Linked DNA regions of Sus scrofa: region 2 is linked to region 1. Evidence: chromatin contacts called from public Hi-C data. All regions are on one chromosome and are shown on one strand. The core of a region is the stretch at or near the end of the contact, and the rest is flanking DNA. Distances in the headings are between cores, read along the strand shown. Region 1 overlaps BACH2 (transcription regulator protein BACH2). Region 2 overlaps LOC102157779 (a long non-coding RNA gene).

Evidence for each region. Hi-C and Micro-C count contacts between places; a contact is called where the count stands out from the background.
Region 2: a contact with region 1 is called in a Hi-C map of embryonic fibroblasts, with 2.7 times the contacts expected there. The contact joins two enhancer-like sites. A contact is called at or near these places in 2 of 47 Hi-C or Micro-C datasets (embryonic fibroblasts and epiblast stem cells).

What each region holds. Positions count from the first base shown.
Region 1 is chr1:58,081,685-58,089,380 of Sscrofa11.1, reverse strand. The region is part of intron 2 of BACH2 (transcription regulator protein BACH2); the gene reads left to right. Among named protein-coding and RNA genes, the nearest start is that of BACH2, 200 kb to the left of the region's middle. Within about 2 kb of position 4,605, at least 8 of the 83 cell types and tissues checked have an H3K27ac peak or open chromatin away from gene starts, as enhancers often do. A contact at or near this core is called in embryonic fibroblasts, where this site is marked.
Region 2 is chr1:58,452,180-58,459,875 of Sscrofa11.1, reverse strand. LOC102157779 (a long non-coding RNA gene) reads right to left here. Exons shown (of 5, transcript XR_001306010.2): 4 at 4,849-5,176; 5 at 1,551-3,834. Among named protein-coding and RNA genes, the nearest start is that of MAP3K7, 92 kb to the left of the region's middle. Within about 2 kb of position 3,630, at least 16 of the 83 cell types and tissues checked have an H3K27ac peak or open chromatin away from gene starts, as enhancers often do. A contact at or near this core is called in embryonic fibroblasts, where this site is marked.

The DNA.
Region 1 (7,696 bases), core at 3,356-5,855:
GGAGGGGCTAGTAGTGTGGGCTCTTAGTGTTTTCAGTGCAATTTAAGTGCTGGGCTTATGTGCTGGGATCTATTTGTGCTTCACAATACTCCAATCTTCAGGTCACTGCTATGGTGGTTCCACATGCCACAGACGTGGTTAAAAAAAAAACCAACAACAACAAAATCCTTATCACTATAAAAGGAAAGGTTAAAAGTTTATAGGATAAAAGGTCGATGTACAAAGATCAATTTCATTTCAGTGCACTAGCAATGAAACACTCTGAAAATAAAAGTAAGAAGGCAACTATTTATAATAATGTCTAAAAAAAGAAATACTAAGAATAAATTTAACAAAAAGGTGCTAGACTTATACACTGAAAACTACAGAACACTATGGAAAGAAACTAAGAAGACTTAAATAAATGAAAAGATATCCAATGTTCATGGATTAGAAGACTTGATATTGTTTAGATAGGAATACCACCAAACTGATCAACATACATTTTAACACAATCTCTGTCAAATCCCAGCTAGTTTTTTGCAGAAATTGACAGGCTAATTTTAAAATTTATATGGAAACGCAGAGGACCCAGAATAGCTAAATTAATCTTGAAAAAGAATAAAGTTGGAAAACTCACATTTTCTGATTTCAAAACTACTACACAGCTACATTAATCAAGACATATATTTATATGATAGACAGTGGAATACAATCAAGAGTCTAGAAATAAACCTTTAATGTTTGTGGTCAAAATTTTTAAGCAAGGATGCCAGAACTATAAGATAGGGAAAGAATAGTCTTTTCAACAAATGGTTCTGGAATAACTGGATATTTGCATGCAAAAGAATGAAGTTGGATCCCTACATTACACTATGTACAAAAACTCAAATTGGATCATAAAACTAAATATAAGAGCTAAAATTATAAAACTCTTAGAAGAAAAATAGGAATAAAAATTTTCGTGACCTTAGTTAGATTAGGCAGTGGTTTCTTAGACATGATATCAAAAGTCCAAGAAACAAGAAAAAGAATAGATAATGTAATTTCAAAAAATTCTTATATGCTTCAAAGGGAACCACAGATTAGGAATACTATTTGCAAATCATACATCTGATCAAGTATTTGTATGCAGAATTTTGGAAGAATTCTTACAGCTTAACAGTCAAAAGACAAACAACCCAATTAAGTAAAAGGCAAGGAATTAAAATAAGCATTTCACCAAAAAAAAACATACAAATGGCCAATAAGTGCATGAAAAGATGCTTAGTATCATTATAGTCATTAGGGGAATGCAAATTAAAACCACAATGAAATGTCAGTTTATCCCCTCTAGAATGGCTGAAAACAAAAAGGCAGATAGTAATAAGTGTTGCTAAGAATGTCAAGGGAGTTCCCATCATGGCTCACCGATAACGAAACCAACTAGGATCCATGTGGACACAGGTTTGATTCCTGGCCTCACTTGGTGGGTTAAGGACCTGGCATTGCTGTGAGTTGTGATGTAGGTCACAGATACAGCTCTGATCCTGCATTGCTGTGGCTGTGGTGGAATTATAATAGCCATTTTGAAAGACAGTTTGGCAATTCCTTAAAATAGTAAATACAGTTATCATGTGACCTGGAGTATTGATCAGGGTTCTCTAGAAAAACAGAACCCTTAAGATGTGTGTATATATACACAGAGAGAGATTTATTTTAAGGAACTGTCTTACGTAAATTGTGAAGACTGGCAAGTCCAAATTCTGGAGAGTAGGCCAGCTAAAGACTTGGAGAAGAGCTGATGTTGCAGTTCAAGTCCAAAGGCAAGTCAGAATTTCCTCTTTCTTGAGGGAGGTCAGTCTTTTCCTTAAGGTCTTCAACTGATTGGATAAGCACCCCCCCTTATAGAACATAATCTGCTTTTCTCAGATATACTGATATATAAATGTTAACCTCATCTAAAAAATACTTTCACAGTAACTTTTGGACACATTGGACCAAATAAATGGGTACCTTGGCCTAGCCAATTTGACGCATTGAATATTAGTCATCATTTCTATTCCCAGGTATATATCTAAGAGAATTAAAAGTGTATGTCTACACAGACTAATGGAACAGAATAGAGAACCCAGAAATAAACCCAGACACCTATGGTCAATTAATCTTGACAAAGGAGGTAAGAACATAAAATGGGAAAAAGACAGTCTTTTCAGCAAGCATTGCTGGGAAACTTGGACAGCTGCATGCAAATCAGTGATACTAGAACACACCCTCACACCATGCACAAAAGTAAACTCAAAATGGCTGAAAGACCTAAATATAAGACAAGACACTATCAAACTCCTGGAAGAGAACATAGGCAAAACATTCTCTGATATCAACATCATGAATATTTTCTCAGGTCAGTCTCCCAAAGCAACAGAAATAAGAGCAAAAATAAACCAGTGGGACCTAATCAAACTGACAAGCTTTGGCACAGCAAAGGAAACCCAAAAGAAAACAAAAAGACAACTCACAGAATGGGAGAAAATAGTTTCAAATGATGCAATCGACAAGGGCTTAATCTCTAGAATATAAACAACTTATACAACCCAACAGCAAAAAAGCCAATCAATCAATGGAAAAATGGGCAAAAGACCTGAATAGACATTTCTCCAAGGAAGATATACAGATAGCCAGCAAACACATGAAAAAATGCTCAACATCGTTGATTATAAGAGAAATGCAAATCAAAACTACCACGAGATACCACCTCACACCAGTCAGAATGGCCATCATTAATAAGGCCACAAATAACAAATGCTGGAGGGGTGTGGAGAAAAGGGAACCCTCCTGCACTGTTGGTGGGAAGGTAAGCTGGTGCAACCACTATGGAGAACAGTATGGAGATACCTTAGAAATCTATACATAGAACTACCATATGACCCAGCAATCCCACTCTTGGGCATATATCCAGACAAAACTTTCCTTAAAAAAGACACATGCACCTGCATGTTCATTGCAGCACTATTCACAATAGCCAAGACATGGAAACAACCCAAATGTCCATCGATAGATGACTGGATTAGGAAGATGTGGTATGTATATACACAATGGAATACTACTCAGCTGTAAAAAAGAATGAGGTAATGCCATTTGGAGCAACATGGATGGAACTAGAGACTCTCATACTGAGTGAATTAAGTCAGAAAGAGAAAGACAAATACCATTTGATATCACTTATATCTGGAATTTAATATATGGCACAAATGAACCTTTCCACAGAGAAGAAAATCATGAACTTGGAGAATAGACTTGTGGTTACCAAGGGGGAGGGGAAGGGAGTGGGGTGGATGGGGAGCTTGGGGTTAATAGATGCAAACTATTGCCTTTGGACTGGATTAGCAATGAGATCCTGCTGTGTAGCACTGGGAACTATGTCTAGTCACTTACTATGGAGCATGATAATGTGTGAAAATAGAATGTGTACATGTATGTGTAACTGGGTCACCATGCTGTACAGTAGGAAAAAAATGTTTTGGGGAAATAACAATTAAAAAAAGTGTATGTCTACATATACACACAATTATATAAAAGGACTACTCTATGTAGGCATGAGGAAATCTACTCAATACTGTATAATAACTTATATGGGAAAGGAATCTGAAAAGGAATGGATATATATTTATGTATAACTGATTCACTTTGCTGTATACCTGAAAATAACACAACTTTGTAAGTCAGCTATACTCAAAGATTTTTTAAAAACATATGTCTACATATATCTCACTGTACTTAAGTGCTCATAGCAGAATCATTCATAATAGCTAAAAAGTAGAAACAACCCAGATGTCCATCATCTAATAAGTGGATAAACAGAATGTGATATATACATACAATGGACTATTATTATTCAGCCATAAAAAGGAATAAAGTATTAATACATACTACAACATGGATTAACCTTGGAAACATGCTAAGTGAAAGAAGCCAGGTAGAAAAGGCCACTTAGTGTATGATTTCATTTATAAGAAATGTACAGAATAGGCAAATCCATAGAAACAGGACATAGATTAGTGATTGCCAAGGGCTGAGAGGGAGGGGGAAGTGAGGACTAACTGCTAATGGGTAAGGGGTTTCTTTTGGGGATGATGAAAATGTTCTGGAATGAGATTTTGGTGATGATGGCATACACAACTCTGTGAACGTACTAAAAACCATTGAATTGTACATTGCAAAAGTGTGAAATTTATGATATGTGAATTAGATCTCAATGAAAAAGTTTAAAGGAGTTCCCATTGTGACTCAGCAGGTTAAGAACCCAACATAGTGTCTATGAGGATGCGGGTTTGATCCCCGGCCTCACTCAGTGGTTTAAGGATCAAGCAGTGCTTCAAGCAGTGGCGTAGGTCGCAGATGTAGCTCGGAACGGTTGTGGCCGTGGCTTTGGCATAGGCCCGCAGCTGCAGCTCTGATTTGACCCCTATCCCCGGAAATTCCGAATACCATAGGGGTGGCTGTAAAAAGAAAAAAAAATGCACAAAAGGCCAAGAAAGAAAGTAACAGGGACAGAGAGGGGACAGCAGGATCTATGACACACATCAGAGAGCAGAACCAAAGACTGTCAGGGTAAGGCAAGTATGTGGGAGACCAGGCAGAGGATGAATATTCCCAGAGCTGCCAGCTGGCTTGGGGGAGGCTTGGCCATGTTCACTCTCACTCTGACCAGAAGCTAGCGGGGCATGTTCCTGAAGCCAAAACAAGAAAGGTCGTTTCTGACCCAGAGACTAAAGTGACAGCAGAGGAAGTTACCCCAAGATGCTCCAGTGACCAGGATCCAGTATGGAGAGCCATGCCCAAAGTGAATTCTTGTCAGAGTCATTGTCACAGGGGGTTTTAACCTGAGGTCCATGGATTCTTAGACTTTCAAGGGCCCTTGAACCCTTCCTGTTATGTGGAAAGGCTTTGTGTTTATTTGTGCATCCTGTTCTAGGGAGAGACTTATCAGCTTGTGAAAGGACCTAGGATGGGAGAAAGGTTTTTTAAAAAATTAAATGTTCCTCTTAAAGTGCCAGGCTCATTCTCTGGCTGTGTGATAGATTGTGTTGAATGGTCTGGCACTCCTCATTTTTGGAATAAAAATGAATTCTTTGCGAATGATCTCACTGCCTGCAGTGCTGTCTGATTCTGTCCTGGCATTTGATAGAACTTGTTAGGGGATTAGGTAAGACAGGATGTTGGTACATTTGAGGTCATTAAACCAAGAAAGGAAGGAGGGAGGGAAGAAATCTCGCTAAATATATTGTGGAGTTGAACAGCATATTCAGTTGAAATGCTGAATAGCTAAGGGACATTCTTTGTGCTCTGTGCCAACACTTGGGAACCCTTCGAGGCAGACCAGAGTGGCAGAGGCGGCCCCATCTAGGTGCGGTGCACTGGTCAATGCCTGTCTTTCCAAGAAATACTGTTTTACTTGTCCTTTTATGGAGGAGGCGTGGATGGCTGTGATGTCCTGGGTTGCCTGACATGTTTGTAAGTGAATACAGTTAACATAGATTCGACATGTTTGTAAGTGAATACAGTTAACATAGATTCTAGAGAAATGACAAAAGCTGCCCTAAAAAAAAAAAAAAAAATCTGCCTTTTCACCCGGTGCCCAGCATTCTCACAGTTCTGGTTTCAAGACTAGGAGAATAATGAAAAATATGTCATGGGAAATCTCATGTGTATGAACGGTTTTATTGGGTGAAATGTAATCCCCCACAAATTTATTTTCCACCTGTCTTTTCCTTCAGTCTTCTTTTTGAGGGTCCTTCAATCTTATTTTGAATTTATAGTCTATGCTCACTTAAAGATGTTTTGGGTAGGTGGTGATGACAGTTGCACAACTAAGTGAATGTCCTTAATGCCACTAAACTGTACGCTTAAAGATGATTAAAATGGTCAGCTTGGGGGTTTGCATATTTTGCCACAATTAAAAAACAAACAAACAAACAAAAAACAAACAAACAAAAAAACCTCTGTTGGCTAATACAGAGGAGAAAACCATTTGCCTTTTGAGATGGGAATTCTAAGTACCTTCGTATGTTAAAGGTCAAGTGCTTTCCTCCATATCATGTGAATATGGAAGTAACTGGCAAAAGCTCATGTGGGATAAAAACGCTCATTTAAGAGCCGTGTGGTCCCAACCCTGCCACCCTTGGCTGTGGACCCCTGGGCCCGTGTATCTGGAGCTGATGATGAGACCACAGTACATGTGCTTTCCCCTTTCTCCCTCCCTGCCTTCCTGCCTTCCTTCTCTTCACACCTTGGTTTCCTATGCAGTAAAATGAAGAGGTTGGATTCCATGGTCTCCAAGATCCCTTGCAGCTCTGCCGATCTGTGGTTTATCAAAAAAAATTTTTTGGAAGCTCTGCAGAATATACCTCCCATATAGACAAACTCAGTCCCCGTGTGTAACCACAGCAGCTTCTGCCACTTCTTTCACTCTTCTCTCCCCGTTCTTTCTCTTCCTCAGCCTGCCGAGAGTCTGGCTGGAGCTGGGACATGGACAGGAGCCGGAGAAAAAGACTTAGGTGGCCGGAGTCAGAGTCAGGGAATGTTGGCTGGGCTGGGACTTGAGCAAGGCTAGAGTTGGCCCTGATGGTGCCACATGGTCACGGGCCCAGCGGGATTCAGGGCCATGGCCCAGGATCCTCTAAAGAGTGTGTGACCACAGCAGGATTAAGCACAATTGATTTTTATATGAGGCAGATGATGGCAGGCATAGGGGGCTGTAAATCCAGAGAGAGAAGCTGAGTTTGTCATGTGAAGAAGCAACGGCAGGAAGTGGAGCCTGTGGGGGAAGGGGAGTGTTGGGGGGAGAGGGGGGCTGAAGGGAGGTATGTGGCCAGACCCCAGGCAGGGCTGGAGCTAGGAACAGATGATTGTAATAAATCATGGCTGGCTGTGAGGATGACTCTATGCTGAGTCCTGTGAGTCTCCTAGCGAATCACCTGACCTGGGATTGTCCTGGGGACCCTTGATGCCAGGGGAGGGGGTGTTAAAAACAGAGAGACCAGGAGTTCCCATCGTGGCCCAGTGGTTAGTGAACCCAACTAGGATCAATGAGGATGCGGGTTCGATCCCTGGCCTCACTCAGTGGGTTAAGGATCTGGCGTTGCCGAGCTGTGGTATAGGTCACAGATGTAGCTCGGATCCCAAGTTCCTGTAGCTGTGGCGTAGGCCAGTGGCTACAGTTCCAATTGGACCTCTAGCCTGGGAACCTCCATGTGCCACTAGTGTGGCCCTAAAAGACAAAAAGACCAAAAAAAGAAAACAGACCAGTTACCATGGCAGTGGCAGTGAACCAGGTTAGAAGCGACGGTGATGGCGGCAGAAATGGAGGAGTCGAGAGATTGGAGATCAGGTTGAAGACAGGGTCAAAGCACTGCTGAGGGAGTAGATGTTCGAAGCAAGGGGGAGAGAGGAGAATTGGCTGGACCGGCTGGGTCAGTGTAAATGCATTTTCTGGAAAGAGTGCCTCACACCCTTCTTTGACCATGTGCCTTACCTGTCTTCAAGGTTCTTGGCCTGATTTGCAGCCACAGCCCCTGTGGCAGCCATTGGCTCTGTGTTGACCCAACAGCCTCCTGTGGGGACGACCCAGTGGCACCTTGACTTGTGTGAGACCTGCTTGGCACCCACACCTGTGCCATCTGCAAGTCAAGGAGTGCCCGCCCCTGCAGATGAGGCTGGGGGACAGGTGCAGCTGTGC
Region 2 (7,696 bases), core at 2,381-4,880, 370 kb before region 1:
AGAAATCCTTACTGTTGATCCATTTCACAGATTAAGCATACTGAGGCTAAGTGAGATGCCTAAGATCAAAGAGTGCTGGAGATTATTATTACACCCAAGTCTTCTGAATTCCCATCCTACCTTCCTTCTACGGTTCAGCTCTATAGCTGCTGAAAACAAAACTAAACTTTTAACCTATGCCTCATCTGTGTTTTCCCAATGCGTTGAAATTCATTACCAAGGTTCCTATGACATGAACTAAGGCAAAGTTCAACAGCTCCAGAATGGTGTGGTACAGCCCAGTAAGCAGAGCATAAATCTGGAGGGCCCAGACAAGACGGCGACAAGCCAGCAGGGAGACACCCTGCTCCTGCTGAAGATCTTGGTTAGAGTTCCCAGTCTTCCCTAACTGTCTTTTGCTTGATCTCCAGCCACTTGGGCTACCCCTGGCTCCCTGTTTCCCTTGGCACAATGGAGTCCCAGCTCTGGTCCAGGGCTGGCAAGACAGACATGGATAACGCACTTGCCCTACCTTTAGGCTTGCCTGACCCATGCCCTGAGTCATGATGGAGACTCTTCTCCTGTGATTCCTCCTGGCCGTCCACACTGCCCAACCTGGCTTCTTCCAGGGAGGACTAGATGGTCCTTTATGTTAACTTGTGATGATGGGTATTAACACTCCATTGAGAAACCTCTTCCTTGGCATTTTATTTATGTATTTATTTATGTATGTATGTATCTACGTATTTATTTTAGGGCTGCACCCATAGAATATGGAAGTTCCCAGGCTAGGCATCGAATTGGAGCTGCAGCTGCTGGCCTAAGCCACAGCCACAGCAACATCAGATCCGAGCCGAATCTGCAACTTATACCAGAGCTCACAGCAACACCAGATCCTTAACCCACCACTGAGCAAGGCCAGGGATTGAACCCATGTCTTCATGGATACTAGTCAGATTCGTGAGCACTGTGCCGCAATGGGAACTCCTCCCCTGGGCATTTTTAAATGACACCCCCCCCAGTGTAGTAACGAGAAGACTAGCTTTCAAATATGGAAAACTGGGTTTCCTTCATAGTTCTGCCACAGACCTTAAGCGAAGCATTTAATCTCTTGCTTGTTTTAAAATCAATGCTTCTGTCTACCAGTACCATCGGACAGAAATTTCTGAGAGAACGGAAATGTTTGACTTCTGTACTTTAAATATGTTAGCCACTAGCCACAGGTGGCCATTAAACCTTTGAAATATGGCTAGTGCCAGAGAGAAATCTTCTTTTAAAATTTCTTATTTAATTTTAATTAGTTTAAATGTAGGTAGCCAAATGTGGCTAGTGGCTACAGTGTTGGACCAGAAGGTAGATTATCTCTTCCACTTCTTGCATCACTAGATAAAACAAAAGCTAGGAGTTCCCATTGTGGCTCAATGGGTTAAGGACCCAACACTGTCTCTGTGAGGATGCAGGTTTGATCCCTGGCCTCATTCAGTGGGTTCAGGATCCGGAGTTGCCTCAAGCTGTGGTGTAGGTTGCAGATGCAGCTCGTATCTGGTGTTGTGGTGAAGGCTGGCAGCTGCAGCTCCGATTTTACCCCTGGCCCGGGGAACTTCCATATGCTGCAGGTGTGGCTATAAAAAGAAGAAATAAATAAATAACATAAAAAAATAAAATCTAAAGGTGGGAACCTCTAGTTCTTTGATAGTAGATTAGTGGGGAAGATGGGGAGTAGACGAGCCTTAGTAATGACCCTTATAACCAGCCACATGGAAAACCACAGGAGACTAAGTACAGAACAAATCTTTGCTTTTAAGGTAGAGGACACTGTAAGAAGAGTCCTCTCTACTGCCAGTGGAGTTTGGGCCAAGGATGTCCAGTTCCATGTTCATGCATAGCCAGGCCCTGCCTCGTACTGCGGGCTTAGTCTGAGGCTTTACAAATAGGCAGACTCTACTTCTGAGGAGACAGGTGGCCTGAGGGCATGACTTATCCTCTCCTGGCCTCAGCTTCCTTCTGCAGCAGGGAACACACGCCTGTCCCTCAGGATGGCTTTGGGGATGGAATGGTACAATGTACATATAGGAACCCGTAGAGCTGCTGGAGAACTGCTCCTCTCTTCTTCAGAAAATCATGACAGGAGTCGTCTCAGAGAATCGCAAGATCCTGTAACACAGGACAAGAAAGCTAGTGGCCTCTGCGTCCCAGGTTCTCGTGACGTGTGGCTGTTGGCTGATCAGACGCCCAGGAGGAAGGTGTGATTTGAGAAGAGAATCATGCTTCTTCCTCACACCTGACTCCCCTCCTAGCAAACATCACCTCTGTCTCTGAATCCATGGTGGGCTTCAGGAGAGGGTCCCCATACAAGCTCCATGTGCCCCAACCACAGCTCTAACCAGTCAGAGAAAGGTCCCAGGCCCAAAAGGGGACGCACCTACTTGTGGGCATAGGCGTTACATGCATACATGCATTATATTTTAATTTCTCATCCTTTGAAATGTCTAGAGCATACACTGTATATTAATACAGGAGTGCCTCTTTCTATGGAAATAAACATTCATAGTGAGGTGTGTGCTTAAAATGAAGTTACAGATACGGGTGCATCATCATGCAAGGTTGGAAATCTCTGTGAGTCAGCTGGGGACGCGGGACACCCAGTGAGCCGCAATCAGCCCCACAGAGACGTGAGGTGGGGCCTGAGCTACGGGAGCCCAGACCTGCGTGTGGAATGTGGGATCCCTGGTGAATTCCAGAGATCAGAGGGGCCCTGAGCGGGGCAGGAAGTTGTTCTGAGGACATCTCTACCCAGTTCAGGCAGGAGGGCCCAGGGCCAGGGCTGAGGCTGAGGAACAAGCAGATCCCTCTGTCTCCGTGTGGGGTGCCGTCACTAGGTGCAGCCTCAGCACCGCCACTCTGGTGACAACCTGCCACAGTGTTTTGTCCTCTGAGTGAATTTTCTCCTGGTGAGTGCAGGCTGTCGATGGCAGAAGTCTCCCTTGACTCTTTTCATTGTTAACTGTTCTATGAGCACATCCTGGGCTGGATCTTTCCTTTTTTGGCTGTTGTTTTTTGTTTTGTTTTGGTTTGGTTTGGTTTCTGTGTTCTATTTCCAGCACTACGAAAGAAGAGGAGGCCTCTGCTTCCCGGGGAAGGGGAAGGGGGACAGGGGTTTGGCTGACTGGTTTAACTGAAGGGTGGGTGTGGACATCGGGGTGCAGAATCCCAGGGAAACAGGAGCAGGAAGCTAGAAAGGGGAGAACATCATACAGTTTATAAAGGGGCTTCATGCACAGACCTCGCAGCCGCCTAAACTCTGCATATTGTTAATGTCCATTTTCCTAAGAGAAAATGGAAGGTTCAAGCCACTTCCCCGAAGTTGAACAGTGAGCTAGTGACTCAAAAGAGCCTTTAGACTCCCTAGGCTGGTGCTTTTGCCCCTACCTTGAATCTCAGTGTTGCAGTGTATTAGGTGGATGATATAATTAAACCAAATTAAAATAGGGAATTAGGTTGTGAATCTGTGAATAAAATTTTCATCTTCTAAAATTTCTTTGAGGAGATGCTGATTCTGGGTGATAACTGTGGTGGGTGTGACTGGGGAAGCAGAATCCTGCCCAGACCGAGTCTTGCTTTTTGTAACCACTAGGTGGCAGTCCAAGCACAGTTTTCCAGGGACCCTTTACCGTTGAGGATCCAGGGCAGCGACCAGAGGAGTTTCCTGCAGCAGCCCAGGGTGAGTCATCCTGCAACTCCAGTGTCGTGGTAGCAGTTTCAGTGCGTCTGATTATCTGGAGTTTTCTCTGTGCTCTCCATCCAACCTCGTCAGAGGCTTCTATGACTGTGTAGAGATGCCTGCTGTGGGACCTTCTGCTGAATTAAGTAGAAAAGTGAATGAAGGAGATGCTTAATGGGGCTGCCCACCCTAGGAATACCCAGGAATCATCATTCTTCTGAGTAAGCAGGGCTGCCCCAGCTCTAGAAGGAAAATTCCACATCTCCTGCTCTGTACTTCAAAAACAAATCTTCAGGCTGTGTAACATCCTGGTCACTTTCAGTGTTGTGACCGGTTACAGAGTAAGTGCTGTTAATAGGAAATCCGAGACTCAAAGGATGTGGTGAGCTGACTTCTCCCCAAATACAGTGTATCACATTCTCATCGCAAAGAAGAGCATCTCTGGGGAGTGGCCCAGCCTGCCTCCCTCTAGAAAGGAACGTCCTGCACTAAAATTGTTTTATTAATATGAGTTAATGTATATTGAGCACAGAGAAAGCACTATGTTTACACTTAATATACATGACCTTTTTTTCTCTAACAAAGGCTAACAGGGGTATATGTTATCATGATCCCGGTCTTCGAATGAGGAGACTGAGGATTAGAGTGCTGAAGTGACTTGCTCAAGCCATGGAATTGGAGTGAGGGTTTCTCTGATTTAAAGGCTACTATTTGTGTCACTCTGTGAGTAGTTAGCACATTCTTTGACCATGAATAGTGTCTTATTACCCCAGTGCTGGCACAGAAGGGGGCTGAGATGGGTCCCAGTGTCCTAGTGCATATTCTTGTGTGTGTGTGTGTGTGTGTGTGTGTGTGTGTGTGTGTGTTTGCTTTTTAGGGCTGTACCCGTGGCATATGGATGTTCTGGCTAGGGGTTGAATTGGAGCTGCAGCTGCCAGCCCACGCCACAGCCTCAGCCACAGCAACATGGGATCCGAGCCTCATCTGTGACCCACACCACAGCTCACATCCTTAACCCACTGAGCGAGGCCAGGGATCAAACCTGCATCCTCATGAATACTAGTTGGGTTCTTAACCTGCTGAGCCACAATGGGAACTCCCTAGTGCAGATTCTTTGGTGAGGTAGAGCAAGATGCCAAGATGCCCACCTGGCTGAGGCGGATGGGAAGTCCCCCCAGGCCTAGCTCTGCTGAGGTTCAGTTTGACAGGCCCATCCAGAAGAGGTAGTCCAGGCAACGAGGCAGGTGGTTCAATAGTGATGCAGCCAGTACGGGGTGGGGGGTATCTTGTGTGTTTATGCTTCCTAGTGCATTTTGTCAAAGCCGGTTTGATCAAATGGCAATCCCTGATTCTCCTTTGTGTCTCTGGATGGAAACCCTACTACAATCTTAGAGTCAGTTGGGCTGTACGAAAGTGCAAGCATTTTCCTCGAGGTTTATTTCCCAAAGGCTTGATCACGATGACTCTTCCACTGGTCTGCATGAAAATGAGAACACAAGAACAGTATTTTTCAGAAAACAACATTTATTACATTTAGAAGATAATCCCTACTTTTGAGATTCTTCCCTTCCTACTTTTTATGATTAAAACGTTTCTCTTAAGAAGCAGTGGAAGTTGATTTATATCTTAATAATGGTCCCTGGAACAGTAAAAACTTGACAAACCGATGGAGTGCTCCCCCTTTTCTTCTTTTATTTTTTTAATTTAAAAAATTTATTAAAGAATAATTGATTTTCAGTGTTCCTTCGATTTCTGCCGTACAGCAAAGTAACCCAGTCATAGACATACATTCTTTTTTTTCATACTATCCTCCATCATGTTGTAATTCCAAAGATTGGATAGTTCCCTCTGCTGTAGGGACCCCATCGCTTATCCATTCTAAATGTACTGGTTTGCATCTACCTCTTTTCTTTTCTTTATAAAAAATTTTACAGATAAAATCTGGGAACCCCAGCTCTGGGTGGTCCTCAAACTTCGTTCCCCTGAGCACATCAGGAGTGTTTTACATACTGCCATCTAGTGGTCATCCTGGCTCACACTCGCTGACCCCTCTGAGAAAATAAATGGTGTAGTGTAAACACGAGTATGTGTGTATGTGTGAGTGTGTGTGCGTGTAAACTCAATTGGGTGCTGACAAGCGGAGATGTGTTAGCATGGAAAAATGCAGGTTTTTGAAAATTGTGTAGAGAGATTCGGCGTGAACAGACCTCCTACTCCAAACCCACATGGGCAGAATTGAAAGCAGGTGTGTGGGATTAACACTCTGTATTTTTTCCAACATCCACCACCAAAAGGGCAGCAAAACAGAATCATTCGTGCTCAGGAGCGCAATCAGCTAATAGGACATGAGAATTTGTAGAGGAAAGGCTTTCAAGACTAAACGTGGGTCAAATGTGTTCACAGTTTAACTCATGCCTTTTGAACAACAGAGACATACATCCCTTCAGACTCTGGGAGGACACATCCACCTTTCAGAAATGGGTGAGTAAAGATTTCTGCAAGTGCCTGGTGTACTTGGAGGTGTGGGGGGAATGTGGGTTTGCAAAGAGCAGATAGCCTTGACCTTTGAAGTGACCTCTGTGTAGACATGACTAACCAGCAGCTGGTATGTCCCACCTCTGCTCTTCCTGGCTGCCACAGATCTGGAATTCTCTGTCTGCAGCCTCCCGCTGACCTCCTCCTCCAAGCTGACTGCTCATCCTCTAGGCAAAGAGGACTTGTTTCAGACTGGGGGGTGGGGGAGGTGGGAGGAGGTGGAGGCATGGAGAGAGATAAGGGAAAAGGGGAGAAATGCAAAAAAAAAAAAAAAAAAAAAAAAAAAAAACACAAAACAAAACCCAAGTCTGGGGTAGACTGGAGTCTGGGACTTGGCTCCTTAGAAGACCTGCCTTGTCACAGCCCTTCCAAAGCCCAGAAGACCTGGTGGAGAAGGGCTTTAAACCACGTGGTATTCTGTAACTCACGTGAGTTGTCCTGAGTGGAATCAGGGGATTCAGGTTCTCGATGGTGGTGCACAAGCCAGCAGGCCATAACTTGCTAACAGGCTTATCCTGAAAGGTTATGTGTACATGAGCCCTACTTGAAATCCGAAGCACACTGACACATCAAATCAAAGTGCTCAGACTCCCAGCCTGGCTCAGGAAGCCCCTTTAACTTCTCGTGTTCCTGAACTGCACTTCAGACTTCCTTTGAGCCACCTGAGTTTTCGTGGGGCACACGGTGGGGATGCGGAGGTTCTGCAGAGACTTAATCATTGATTCTTTTAATAGTTCTCAGTAGAAACTCCTTAACATATCAGAAGAGTACCCAGGGGGGGAGAAAACTAGAAATAAAGAAATAAATCTGAATATAATTAATCATATTTGCCAAGGGGATATGTTCAAAGAATTCTTAGATGCAACAGCAGCCAGTAATTAAAGGAAGAAAGTGCAAGAGTACGAACAGCCTTGCCTCAGTGCCTTTGTTCCCTGGGCTGCGAACACCCAGGGCTTAAACGCATGCTCCTTTCCATCTTCGCCTGGGCTGCCTGTGTGCTCCAGGACGGCTCCACACCCTGTAGGTCTGGCTCATAGAAGGTGCTTAATAAGCATCTGATGAGTGCACGTGCCAAGAGCAGGCATGATCTCGCGCTTGCATTCATTCTATACCTAGTAATCAAGTGCTTTCTATGATGTGGGTGTGTGCTAAGTACTGGGATCAACAGTAAACTGGGACATTGGGTCCCTCCTTTTGTGGCTTGTAGCAGGCTCACTCATGGCCTGCCAAAGTGCCAACATCCCTGGAACCTTGAGTATGTCACCACCTTCCATGGCAAAAGGGACTTTTCAGATATGATGACATTAAGGAGGCTGAGATGGGGAGATAGATCATCCTGGATCATGCAGGTGAACCAGGTTCTTATGAGCGGCACGGTGACGCATGGTCATGAGGCAAGGAATGCAGGCAGCCTTCAGAAGCTGGAAAAGGCAAGAAACAGATTCTCCTCTGGATCCTCCA